Linked DNA regions of Mus musculus: region 1 is linked to region 2. The links are chromatin contacts, called in public Hi-C maps. All regions are on one chromosome and are shown on one strand. The core of a region is the stretch at or near the end of the contact, and the rest is flanking DNA. Distances in the headings are between cores, read along the strand shown. Region 1 holds the start of Rc3h2 (ring finger and CCCH-type zinc finger domains 2). Region 2 overlaps Rc3h2 (ring finger and CCCH-type zinc finger domains 2).

Region 1 (6,986 bases), core at 3,872-6,371, 47 kb before region 2:
TCTATTTGCTCTTCTCCAAGACTGCTTCCTGCTGAAAGGTCTTTGAGACCGTCCGACCTGTAGATCACCTACTGGCTGGCTCCAGGCACCAAGAATGGGCTGGCAGGGAATGGGCCTACCCTCTTTATAAGCATGGACTCTCAGTAAACTTCAGAGGCTTTGAACAGAAAGGTTTGTCTTGGCCTAGTTCTTTTCTTGCCTCTGGTCTCTTTCAGCCCCAGCACGCCTTTCAGGGGAACCCAGTTCTCGTTCAGCAGGCGGCTACAATATATAACATGGTTGGATTAAGAACTCTGGCCAATGCAAGTATTTTCTTAAATTGACAATTTTCTTAGATTGGCAAGTTACTTTTCTTAAATAGTCCACTTTCATCAAAGACATTGTTACACTGTTTACTTAGGGTTTCTTTTGGTGTTTGTTTTGGTTTACATGCACTAAAATTGACCTCTGTGGAATTACATTTCTACGAATTTAGTACATATCTAATTGTCTGCAATTGGGACACAGAATAGTTCCACCAGCTTCCAAAATTCCCTTATGCTGCTCTTTTGTAGTCCACCCTTTCTAACTCTAAATTCTACTAAGAGTTCTTCATTAATATAATTTGTTCTAATCTGAGGTGATAATAAAACTGGAATCTTATGTTCCCTTTTGATATTTTTTAACCCCACATAGTGCCATTGAGCTCGATTTATATTTGTGAATATTTGTGTATATTATCAAGTCATTAAGTTTTCATATCTCTTATTTTACTTTTGGCATGATTTGTGCAGCTCGGGCTGGCCTCGAGTTTGCCTTGATTCTTGAGCACTGAGATTATGTCTTTGTTTTGAATTGCCTCTGTATGCATTTTCTTTTCGAGCAGTCATCAGGTGAATAGTTTTAATTTTTAAAAGCTACTAGAATTAGTTATAATGTCTCATTATATGTATGAATATCTGTACATTCAATTTTTTTGTCCTTACAATGAAGAGCAAAATTTACTGCCAGGCAAATCACCTTCTCTGACCACAAGAAGTCACTTTCAAACTGTCCTATTTCTCTACATAACTCAGCTCTGTGTAGAGTTTCTACAGTATTTAAGTTTTATTGACTCTTTTCTATATTTTAACATGTAAAATACTTTGTACTATATAAGAGGTTTGTGAAAATTATGTGGTATTATATATAATTTTTGTGATACTTTTGTGGGAATAATGCTCTACATTGAATTTTTAACTCTGGGAGAGACTTTAAAGAATATAAGTCTCAAAGTCACTTCATAAACCAAGTCACTAATTAATCACATTAAGCAGGTCACCTGTCCTTCAACATTCTTTTTGTTTTTTTTTGTTTTTTTTTGTTTTTTTTTTGTTTTCGAGACAGGGTTTCTCTGTATAGCCCTGGCTGTCCTGGAACTCACTCTGTAGACCAGGCTGGCCTCGAACTCAGAAATCCGCCTGCCTCTGTCCCCTGAGTGCTGGGATTAAAGGTGTGTGCCACCATGCCCCGCAACTTTTCTTAATTTTATATAAAATAACTTTGATCTTCCTAATTTGTAGAGTTATTTCTAAGTAAATTTCTACAAATTTATATTCTTCATGTGAACAGAGGAGACATGTCTTTTCAAACACTGCTATTTGCTATTTGAGTACTCTCTTGGAAACAGAACTTTTTTAAAAGTAAACATTTTGTTCCACTTTATAATGGATTGGTTCAGTGGCTAATTTCCTTTCGCACATAACTTAAGAATGGCCAGTTATAGTTGTGAGCGTATTCCCCTCAGAGAAACAGTTTGTGACTGAAGTGCTTCTCTTATTTTTGCTTCCTGAATTGATTTTTGGAAGGGAGGGTTAGGGATGGGTGGAGTAAACAGTGAGTTCTTGGGGGAAGTGGTATGTACTATACTGGGTGTTCAGAACATTTTGAATGTGTTTTAAGTTTTATTCGTGCCTTGTAAGATTGTTGTAAAATCAAAATTTGTGAGCACTTTGAAAGTTTTGCTTGTGGGGAGGGTGTTTTATAATGTGGTTGTTATTTATATTATTTATTTCCATTACGTGGACAAATTGATCCTAGGAGCTGGGCAAAGTGCACATGCCTATAATTCTAGCACTTGGGAGATAGAGGCAAGAGATTCAGTTCAGGGCCAGCCTTTCTTATATATAGCTAAGTTTTAGGCCAGCCTCATATACAGGAGACATTGTTTTAAGGAAAACAAAATAAAAAAGTAAAACAAAACAAAAACATTCCTGGGAGAGCATCCGCTTGCATGACATTTCTGAAAAATTCAGCAAAGTAGAATCTGTAAAGATATGAAGGTATGACAAAGTAAAGTGTAGCATTTATTCATTTTAAATACTTTTAGCTGTTTGTTTATGTCAGAAAAAGCAGTATATTTGGGTTGAACCTAGTATGTACTGCATTTAAATGTGTAAAAGATCTTGAAAAGGTTGTTACTTTGTTGTAGAGAAAATCCTTTCCTCTTTTCATTGGATGTAATTATGTTTGTATGAAACAATAAACCGGAGGTGGGAATGGAGAACTTTGGGCTTGTGTATTTCTATGAATTTTAAAGGAATCATTTTCTCTTTAGTAATAATGTTTTTTAAAATTATGTGTGTGGGGTTATGTGTACATAAGATTTATTATTATATTTTTAGTTATGTGTATGTGTGGGCATATGCTTGCTAGCAGCTTTGGATCCCCTCCTGGAGCTGCAGTGAAGGCAGCTGTGAGCTGGGAACTGCACTCAGTTGCTGTGCAAGAGTAGTCAGCTACATTAACCACCTGGTAATCTATGAAGCCCAAAGACTCACTCTCTCCTGCCTGTTTAATGTACCACCACCTGGCACATTTCTGTTATTTTCAACTGGACAGTGAAAAGTAGAACTACCTACTGGGGCTGGAGAGATGGCTCAGTGGTTAAGAGCATGGACTGCTCTTCCAAAGGTCCTGAGTTCAAATCCTAGCAACCACATAGTGGCTCACAACCATCCATAATGAGATCTGACGCCCTCTTCTGGTGCATCTGAAGACAGGTACAGTGTACTTATAATAATAAATAAATCTTAAAAAAAAAAAAGAACCTACCTACTGGTTTATATATGTACTAAAAGGTAGATAAACAGATTACCAACTGTCATAGGGCTTGTATTTTAATGGAGGTAGACAAACAATTGTTAAGTTTTTGAAATTAATTTGGAAAAATGCCAGTGATTAAAAAATGATAGGGAAAGCTGGGTCGTGCAGATATCAAGGATCAAGGCCAGCCTGGTCTATAGAGTGATTCCAGGACAGCCAAGACTATACAGGTTTTTGAGCCCTGTCTAAAAAACATAATAGGGAAAGGAAGGTGTGATTGTTAACTTTTAATGTGGTTTTCCATGTTTGGGGAATGTTTCCTGTGTGAAATGGAAAAATATCAAATGGAAGTAGAATGGAAAATGCACACACAGTAGGTTAGGGAACATGTATATATAAAATTACTCATCACTGTCCAGTTGAAAAGAACAGAAATGTGCCAGGTGGTGATGGTGCACACCTTTGAGCCCAGCACTCCAGAGGCAGAGTGAGTTCCAGGAAAGCCAGGGCTACACAAGAAACCCTGTCTTGAAACAAAAACAAAAAGAAAATACCAAAATGTACACCTGATTGTTGGGAAACTTTCTTTTTTGATTAACATAATTGGATGAAATTATGAATAATGAGTTATTAATGTATAGCTGGTGGGGCTGCCAGGTGGTGGTACATGCCTTTAATCCCAGCACTTGGGAAGCAGTCAGATCTCTGCGTTTGAGGCCAGCCTGGTCTACAGAGCTAGTTACAGGCTAGCCAAGGCACCAGAAAACAAAACAAACAACAAACAGGTGGGGCCAATGGATCTTTCACAAAAAAAAACAAAATGCAAAAACTAAAAAGCCGATCTTGTCACACTTGCCAGAAGCTTTGTGTCACTGGAGCTGCAGTTGTAAGCAGTTCAGTCTATGATTCTGCCTGGACCTTTCAATTGCTGGGTTCACAGGGATGCACCATCACATCTGCATTTTTTTTTAAAGATTTATTTATTTATTATATGTAAGTACACTGTAGCTGTCTTCAGACACTCCAGAAGAGGGCATCAGATGTGAGCCACGGTGTGGTTGCTGGGATTTGAATTCAGGAACTTCAGAAGAACAGTCGGTGCTTTTAACCACTGAGCCATCTCGCCAGCCCCACATCTGGATTATAACTCATGTATATTTAAAGCTTCATTAGAGAAATTTCCATATTCTAACTTACATACAGATTATTATCATGGATGTTGCTGAACATTTTGTTTCACATTCAGTTGCACATCATTAGCATAGATTCACAATATTAACCTTTTAGGATTACTTTGATAAATTAACTATAAAACTAAAATGCTTTTAAAATATCAGTTATCATACAGCCTGGCATATTTGTTTATAATTGTTGCTTTTCTCATCCTTATTTTCAGTCTTTCTTCATAATTCCTACCTTACAGGTTGCCATAAGTCCTCTAACAAATATTGAGTTATAATTCCAAAACTTGTAAAATTTGATCCTTCTCACTTTTGAGGCATCTGGGATTTTAGATGAGGTAGGTGGGTTTGCCAAACGTTTTCACTTTGGTCCTGGTTTTTGTAAACTGGAGAATTATTTGCTAATCTGGTTAGTATCTCACTACAAAGAGAGTAAAGTAGACTGTAACATAGATGAAGCAGGTTCTGCTCTATGGATGATAAATTTAACGTTGGCTCAATCTTGCAAGCCTCCTGGTCAAGGCTTAGATGTGCAGGGAGTTTCCCATAAGGCCCTTCGTCTTGCCTAGTCCTCGCATCATCTCCCACAGTACTCTGGGGTTCCTTTGTCATGTGACGAGGGTGGCTTTCTTCTTCAGAGGGAAACTGATGCGCAGTTCTGGTGGCCGGGCCACTACGCTTCCCTTCTGCCCCAACTCCCGGGCTTGCGTAATCTCGCGTGAAGTGAACAGTATCTTCTCGCGAGAGCTAAATCGGGATCCCTCCAGGTCCGCCTCCGTGGTGAGGAGGAGGAGGAGAAGGAGGAGGAGGAGGCGGAGGGAGGGAGGAGGAGGAGGCCCCGTCGCGGCCTTCGCCGCCGCCAACGGGGCTGTCCCTGTAGCTCCCGATGGAGTTTGAGGCCCTGAAACCGCCGCCGAGCTCTGCCCCGGCGAGACGAGGCGCCTCCGTCGCCGAGCCGCGCCGTCGCGGGGCCCCCGGGAGCGGCCCTTAGCGACCCCGCCCGGGCCCCTCAGGTAGGGCGGGGGCGGGCAAGATGCGGCTGGGGCCCTGGCCCGGCTGCCGGGTCCTCAGAGGTGGGGCGGGGAGCTGTCTCTGCCCGGCGGCCTGTGCACGGTGGCCGCCGGTACCCCGAGGGTTGGGAGTCGCGGGCCGCACCTGACACGACAGAGAGGCCCCTCGCTCTGGTAGGGCTTTTTGATGCGAAGCGAAACGCTCAGATGGCCACCTTTCTCCAGCACCGGCTGAAGGGACGCCTCTGACCACTGAGGATCCCACCCGAACAGAGGCCGGCTTCCTTCTTTGCTTAACCCATGTAGGAAGAGGGGCTTTCGAAAAGGTCCCCGAGATCAGGTCCTGTCTTAGCGTTTTCTTTTCAGCCCTTGGGCTTACCGAGACCACAGCGCTGGGATGGAGGCGATCTGAGTGTTGTAAATAGGGACCCTGGCTAAACAATGCCCAGGGAGGGCTTAACCTCCCTGGAGGGAGATGGCTGGACCAGGGGATGTGACTAGGAGCGATGGCATGAAGCACAGCCAGGGAATTCTGCTATAGTTTTCTTTCCCCCTTTCTTATTATTTTCCTTGGGGGAGCCTCATAAGGAGACTCTTCCACCATCTTAGGAGAATGGTAGAAAGCATCTTTGTTTCTAAGAGAAACAGCTGTACTTTTCTGTCGTTAGGAAGGAGATAAGGGTAGCTGTCATTTCCATCCTTGAAATCACCAGAGTTTTTAAGATACTGGCAGACACAGCCTTCAGACCAAAATAGTCTAAAGTAATCACAGACATTAAGTATTCAAATTCAGTGATTCTCAACCTGTTTAGATTTTTGTTTAAGCTCCACCTCGGTTCTTTTTAATCCCACTGTCCTCCTAACCTTAGGACCCTAAGGAATTTCTTCTCATCTTGACCCACTGTAATTAGAGTTGACTTTATATCCCGAATAAAGTGTTAAAAGTGTTTTACAAATCTTCCTGTCATTTTTAGTAGTCAGGCTTTAAAGTTCCAGTAAAAACTTGGAGTTAACCAGAGAAAGCTAATAATGGCACACTAAAGTGATATTATTTGACAGAAGGAAAGAAACGAATGTTCTAGTTGGTGGGTCTAGTCTCTTTGTGGTTAACTTGTATACACAGCCTAAGACTTGGACTCATTAAGAATAGTTTGTAGATTCCTGTTTTTACCTTTTATGTGGTTAAAAAACTACATCACTGATCTGACATCAATATCCATGTTAAATTGTTTACTTAAATTGTTTACTAACACAGTCAGTTCTTGAAAACCCAGAGACTATTCTATCCTATTAAAGGCTATTTTCCAATATTACCATTGTTTTGTTGATTTGGTGATTCATGTTTCCCACATTCAGAGTTTGGAAAATTGCTTGAAGGACAAAACACTTAATATATTTTCTAGTCTTGTTTAGGGAAGACAGGTACCATAATTAAACAGGCTTTTATTCTTCGAGAATTGAATTGAAATCTAATTCATTAGTGGAGCCTTTGAATTACCCCATGAGTTATTGTTGTGTTAGTATGACATGCAAGAAGACGTTCTTGTTCATGTTTTCATTAATTTAGTTTCTGTGTTTGTAATTTGCTGCCTTCCAGTTGTCAGAGGCATTATTTTCTACACTTAGGATTTTATATTTTAAGACTAGAGCCTGTACGTTATGTGATGGGTAAAAATGCTATAAATTTGTAAAAAGTTTTGTTTATTTTGTTTTTTGTTTTGTTTTGTTCTGT
Region 2 (6,907 bases), core at 3,930-6,429:
AGTTCCAGGACAGCCAGGACTACACAGAGAAACCCTGTCTCAAAAACACCAAAAAAAAAAAAAAAAAAAAAAAAAACCTTAGAGGTTGAGTATTATCCATATCTTATAGGTTATAACTCAGGGAGGTTATGTAATTACTTAAGTAAGATCTTTCTGCTTATAAGAAGCTGCTATTTGAATTCTAATTTTTTTTTCTGTTTCATAAGAAGTAGAGAAACGCCTGCTGTATTACTTCTGCTATTTATATTTCTGTTAATTATTCTTGTTATAACAAAACAAGAAAACAAGGCTATGACAGAATGATTTCTATTCTACCTGTCTCTTTTAATGTATGTTATGTGTGTGTTTCATTTCTCTAAATACAATATATTTATAGAAAAAAAAAAACCCTTTATTTATTTTTAAGACAGCATTTCACTGTGTAACCCTGACTGTCCTGGAACTATCTTTGTAGACCAGACTGGCCTGGATCTGCCTGCCTCTGCCTCCCAAGTACAGGAATTCTTAAAAGGTGTGTGCCACCATCATCTGGCTGGAGAAAAATTTTTTAACACACACACATTCTCTGATTTATTCCTGACCCCTAGTGTTTCCAGTACAAAAACAAAAACAAAAACAACAAAAAAAAAAAAACCCACAGTTTGTAAAATACCTTTTATTAGGAAAAGCTTCAGACATACAAAATTGTAGACTCACAATAAATTGCACATAATTATCATATCATTTCCATAATTATCAACTTGTTCAGATTTGTTTCATTTGTACTTCTTGCCACTGGGTTGTTTTGTTACAGTCCTAAGTATACATACATATTTGTTTTTAATTTAATTTGTTGGGTTTTATTTGGTTTGGTTTGGTTGTTTATGATTTACTTTTACTTTCTAATATTTGTGTGTTTGTGCTTGTGTATGTGAATGAGAGAGAGCAGGGTGGGGAGAGGGCGTGGGTATATGCCAAATGTACTGATGCCCACATTGCCTGGAGTTAGAGAAGGTTGTTTGCTGCCCCCCTGTGGTAGAAACCAAACAGGTACTCTGGAATAGCAACAACAGCAAGCACATGTAACTGCTCAGCCATTTCTCCAGTCTCCTAATTTTGTGTTTCACTAGGTAGCCCAGGATGTCCTCAGATGCATAGTAATTCTCCTGCATTAGCCTTCCTAGTGCTGCATGTACACGTGTTAAGTGAAACTACCATGATTAGATTCGTACTTGTGTTCATGAGTGTGTCATAAAACACTGCATTTTTAACTTATTCATATTCATCTCACTAAACTAAGACTGCCTCAAATCAGGTAAACAGCATGGCAATGATTGATAGAGATATCATTTAATAGGAAGATATATTTTCACTGTTTTATGCAGCATACTTTAAGAAATAAGTATTTCTCTGATATTCAGCTCTTCTATTGGCAAATTGCATTAATTAGGACAAAATGTTTGACTTTTCCTCAGTTTCCCTATCTCTATAATTAGTAAACTAGATTTAATGATTCTTACTTTTGGGTCCTGTTAATATTACTATATTGCCTTATTTCCTTTCACATCTGTTCTTTTCCTTTCTTAGCTTCAGAGCTGCCATTAAATTCCTTTTACTATTTAATACTGTATGATTTATTATGTTCCTTTTTTTGCTACATGATCTTTTCTCGAGAGTTACAGATCACTTTTAGACATGAACCGTTTTGTGTTTATTTTTTCTCATTGTTCCCAAGTATATTACACCATGTTAGTGTGTCATTGTTAATTGATTTTGATAGTACTGGTCAGGAATTTTGTAAGAGAACTAAATCAGTAAGACATCTTAGGAAGTAGGGGTGCTTGCAGCAGCAGTTTTCTGGGACTCGCATGGTAGAGGGAGAGAACCAACTCCTACAGGTTGTCTTCTGGCTTCTATTCACACATAATGACACTTGTGTACATATATAATAAATAATTAACATTTAAATTTTTTAAAAAAATTAAAGATCACTTAATAGGACCAAAGTGAAAAAAGGTATAGAATAAATAACTTATGAGACAAAGGGAAAAAAGCTGTGATATTTTCTATTATATATGGATATTATTGCTTAGAGCTGATTTCTTTATTTATTTGCTTCATTCATTTTGAGAGAAGTTTTGCTTTGTGCAGCCAGGCTGGAGTGGAACTCAAATATATATCCCAGTTGACCTTGAACTCCATGCCTTAGACTACCAAATGATGTTTGTTACGGAAGTGAGCCAACATACCCAACTGTTATTTAGTTATGGGAAAGAGTTTACTTATTAACTACATGATCCTTTAATTGTATGATAGTTACTTAGTATTAGTTAGTTTACAAGCTTGTAAAGTTAGGTTTCATACTAATTTACCTTCTTTCCCCCCTTCTTTTTTTAATCAGTTCTCTGAGAGTGTGAGTGGCGCAAAATTTGAGGAAGACCATCTTTCCCATTATTCTCCCTGGTCTTGTGGTACCATAGGCTCTTGTATAAATGCCATTGATTCGGAGCCCAAAGACGTAATTGCTAATTCAAATGCTGTATTGATGGTATGATTTGCTTGATTGGGGAAGGGGGTGGTGGAGGTAGGGAAGATAATGTTGGTATCTGAAGTTTTTAAATGAATACTTTAGTCTTTCATATTCTGGCTATGTATAACTTACCTGTAAGTATCAGGGTAATATTTCAACAAAACTAATTTTATGTAATGTTTAAATTATTTAACCGTAGTTTGGTAGTTTAATATAGTTGTTATATACCATTGAGATCTAAAGTTAGTATAAAGTTGACCAGAAAAACCTAATTATGTGTTTTGAGAACATACTTTATCTTTAGCTACAGCAATCGTCAGCAGCTCTTTCATGGGTATTTTTTGGTCTGTGTAGGACCTGGACAGTGGGGATGTAAAGAGAAGAGTGCATTTATTTGAAGCTCAGAGAAGGACAAAAGAAGAAGACCCAATTATTCCCTTTAGTGACGGACCCATTATCTCAAAATGGGGTGCAATTTCCCGATCCTCCCGAACAGGTTACCATACAACAGATCCCGTCCAGGCAACTGCTTCCCAAGGAAGTGCAACTAAGCCCATCAGCGTATCAGGTAAGCCATTTTACTAATACCAAGGAATTTTTTTTACCATGTACTGTTTATTCCTAACCTCTGAGGTAGAAAACTTAATAATATGAGAATGAAATGGTTTAAGTAGAATTTTTGGCTAGTGGGAAAAAATACATTGCCATTTTAAATAGTACATATTTATATTCTGATTTTTAAATTTTCTTTCTTTCTTTCTTTCTTTTTTTTTTTTTTTTAGTTTTTTGAGACAGGTTCTCACTATATCCCAGCTGGCCTCAAAGCATAGCTGTGGCAGTGCTTCTGCCTTAGCCTCCTGAGTGCTGGGATTGCAGATGTGTACCACCTTGTCTGGCTTATTTTCTGCCTTTCTAAACTGTTTTTCTGTGTTCCATGCAGATTATGTCCCTTACGTGAATGCTGTCGATTCAAGGTGGAGTTCATATGGCAACGATGCTACATCATCAGCACACTATATTGAACGGTAACTATACTCTCATTTCCTTTACTCTCAAACTTACATGCACCTAAAATAGAAAAATCATTACTGGTTGTCCATGGATTAAGCCTTGCTAATTTGAGCTGTGTAAAAACTTTCTGAATGCTGGGCGTGGTGGCGCACGCCTTTAATCCCAGCACCTGGGAGGCAGAGGCAGGCGGATTTCTGAGTTCGAGGCCAGCCTGGTCTACAGAGTGAGTTCCAGGACAGCCAGGGCTACACAGAGAAACCCTGTCTCAAAAAAAAAAAAAAAAAAAAAAAAAACTTTCTGGAACAAATTTTACATTTGGAATAGTGACTAAAACACATTCAGTGATCGTTACAAAGAACATAGAGTCATTATTGCTTTGGCTCCTTTATGTCTCACTTTAACTACAGTAAATATAATTCTTTTTAAAGGGACAGATTCATTGTTACTGATTTATCTGGTCATAGAAAGCATTCTAGTACCGGAGACCTTTTGAGCATTGAACTTCAGCAGGTAGGCTCTATATATTTAGCTTTGATTTTTAAAACGTAAAATAATAATTGAAAGCTAAGCTTATGTTTTCTTCTCTCTTCATGGAGGCCAAGAGTAACTCATTACTTCTTCAGAGGGAAGCTAATGCTCTGGCCATGCAACAAAAGTGGAATTCCCTGGATGAAGGCCGTCACCTTACTTTAAATCTTCTAAGCAAGGAAATTGAACTAAGAAATGGAGAGGTAAGGGAACCGAACCTCTCAGCAATACACTCTCAGACTTCTGAACTAAATCTTTAACTGTACCATTAGGCTTCTTATTTTTATTTAAAAGAGATTCTGCAGGTATAAAATTAATATAATTTTTTTTTAATTTATAGAATGACTACACAGAAGACACTGTAGATACAAAGCCTGATAGGGATATTGAGTTAGAGCTTTCAGCCCTTGATACTGATGAACCTGATGGCCAGAGTGAACAAATTGAAGTAAGTTCCTCAATTGGATAAGTAGTGGCTTTGTTTTGTTGCAAATTAAAATACATAAAATACTGTCATATTGAAGGATTAACATTTTATTTTCTCAGGAAATTTTGGACATACAACTTGGTATCAGTTCTCAAAATGACCAGTTGCTCAATGGAACAGCAGTGGAAAATGGTCATCCAGCCCAGCAGCACCAGAAGGACCCAGGAAAGCCGAAGAGACAGAGTTTAGGTGAAGACCATGTGATTCTGTGAGTGTTAGACAGACCCTTCATAATCAGAGGGTAGAGGCGATCAATACTTAGCGCTAGATGTGCTGGTAGATTCTTGGTTTTTTGTTTTTTTTTTGTTTTTTTTTTTTTTTGCCTTTTTCTATTTATGGGGAAACCTTGTATAATAAAGTAATGATTTGGTCAGTCTGTGTTTTTAGAGGAATTTGAACTAGTAAAGCAGTTTATTTTAAAACCAAAACTCAATTTGGGAATGAAAGTTCTCTTATCTCTAACATCAGGTTATAGTTCTTCAATTTGACCAAACTTGAAGATCATAGGATGGAAAAATAAATCCTAGATTATTTCAGTATTTGGGAAGCACAGGCAGAATCTGCTATTTATATGCTCTAAGTTGTCATGGACTCCAGAGGAAGACAAACCACAAAGTCTAAAAAGCAAACCACAAGGGGCTGGAGAGGTGACTCAGCAGTTAAGCGCACTTGTTTTTTGTAGAAGACTCAGGTTTGTTCCTGAGCCTAAGCATTCACATGGTGGCTTATGACCATCCATAACTCTTGTTTCAAGTGATTCAACCCCCCTCTTGCAACCTCCAAGGGCATTGTACACATGTGGTGCACATACATACATGAAAGCAAAATACTGTATACATAAATTTTATTTTAAAAAACCTTAAAAACTAAAGCAAACAAAAACCTGTGCTGAATGTTTCTTGTTTTAAAAAATCTTGTTATGATGTTCTTGGCTATTATATTGCTATTTTGTATAATTTTTGCCAAATATTTGGTCCTGGTCTTAAAATACTGATTAGATGACACAAATTATCAAGTTTAATTTTTAAATTTTGAAAATATGACCTTTTTAGTGACTTGTAATACTTTAAAAATTATTTAATTTTTATTTATTAGCTTTTATGTGTATGGGTGTTTTGACTGCATATATGTCTATGTGTGTGCAAGCTTTGTGCCCAAAGAGGCCCGGAAGGACATTGCTTCCTCTGAGATTGGAGTTACAGACTGCTGTGTGGTTTTGGCTGTTGAACCCCCAGGTCCTCTGGAGTAGCAGTTGTGCTTTAACTTCTGAGCCTTCTCTTTAGCCCCTACTTAATACATTTTTTAATAAAGAAGATAGGCTTTTCTGTGGGCTTAGAGTTTGAAGTAGCTTTCAGAGAGCAAATGTGATAACTCTTAAATTGTACATAAGTTAATTTGCTTTCACTGTCATTTTCTCTCAGGGAGGAGCAAAAACCAATTCTGCCGGTAACATCTTGCTTTAGCCAGCCACGTCCAATGTCTATTAGCAGTGCAAGCTGCCTCCCCATCACCACATCTGTCAGTGTTGGCAACCTCATTCTGAAAACTCACGTTATGTCTGAAGATAAAAACGACTTTTTAAAACCTATTGCAAATGGGAAGATGGTTAACAGCTGAAAGGAGGCTCAGCTTTCAAATCTGTGACCACACCATGGAAGCATTTACACTAGCTTTTTATATATATAATATATATTATATAATGTATATTTTTTTTAAAAAAAAAGATATTACTGGGGGCATCCATTTCCTGTGGACTCTTTGATACTTCAAGCCCTCTTGCATTAGCATTATGAAAAAAAAGAAAATTTACTTTACTAGGGTAATGTTCACTTTCCAGAAATTATTGGAATTTGGACAACATTTAACTTAAGCTTCAAGCAGCTTTTTATGAGTTTGTAGCAATCCGGTGCAGTAACTGAGCCATTTCCTATTTTAAATGGCTTCTACAGTAAATTAACAACTCAGTTATTAAACTAGCAGGATCCTACAATGATACATCTAGTGAAAGTAGAGTTAATTAACTTATTTCTATTTTATGTTTCACTGAGAGAAATTTCCATCTCATTCCAGCTGCTTTATTTATCTTTTTCATTGGACTTTGCATGGATTTTTCTTTCTTTCTTTTTTTGTTTTGTTTTGTTTTGTTTTTCCTTTTCTTTTCTGTCTTTTTTTTTTTTTTTTGAGAGTGGAGTTAGATGTTCTTACCATAGAGTTTTACAGGGTTATAATAGCTTTCTTTACTGCATTATATGTAGAAGTGTAGTGCAGTGCTTTTATCTGTAGCATTTAATTTTTTAATTTTCCATTTTTCAAGAATAGTTTCTGCTTTGTTAATATTTATACACAGGCTACTTGTTGAAGTAATTAATTAA

What was found. A called contact is a pair of places that touch in the nucleus more often than the background predicts.
Region 1: a contact with region 2 is called in a Hi-C map of the G1E-ER4 cell line, with 2.0 times the contacts expected there. The contact joins the promoter of Rc3h2 here to the enhancer-like site in region 2. A contact is called at or near these places in 17 of 39 promoter capture datasets (the 3T3-L1 cell line, 3T3-L1-derived adipocytes, the HPC-7 cell line and 11 more), 2 of 15 datasets of contacts at CTCF or cohesin (CD8 T cells and the NIH/3T3 cell line), 152 of 484 Hi-C or Micro-C datasets (3T3-L1-derived adipocytes, the 4T1 cell line, the AML12 cell line and 79 more), 12 of 115 datasets of contacts at active chromatin or transcription factors (CD8 T cells, the HPC-7 cell line, the SCID.adh cell line and 5 more) and 3 of 9 other capture datasets (adipose tissue, liver and pancreatic islet).

What each region holds. Positions count from the first base shown.
Region 1 is chr2:37,421,038-37,428,023 of GRCm38.p6, reverse strand. It overlaps Rc3h2 (ring finger and CCCH-type zinc finger domains 2), which reads left to right and starts at 5,121. Exons shown (of 22, transcript NM_001100591.1): 1 at 5,121-5,257. Zbtb6 (zinc finger and BTB domain containing 6) reads left to right here. Exons shown (of 2, transcript NM_146253.5): 2 at 1-2,524.
Region 2 is chr2:37,374,478-37,381,384 of GRCm38.p6, reverse strand. Rc3h2 (ring finger and CCCH-type zinc finger domains 2) reads left to right here. Exons shown (of 22, transcript NM_001100591.1): 15 at 2,381-2,527; 16 at 2,864-3,077; 17 at 3,450-3,534; 18 at 3,949-4,030; 19 at 4,117-4,251; 20 at 4,389-4,496; 21 at 4,595-4,743; 22 at 5,957-6,907. The coding sequence ends at 6,152. Among named protein-coding and RNA genes, the nearest start is that of Pdcl, 19 kb to the right of the region's middle. Within about 2 kb of position 5,179, at least 35 of the 459 cell types and tissues checked have an H3K27ac peak or open chromatin away from gene starts, as enhancers often do. A contact at or near this core is called in the 4T1 cell line, the C2C12 cell line, DN2 thymocytes and 11 more, where this site is marked.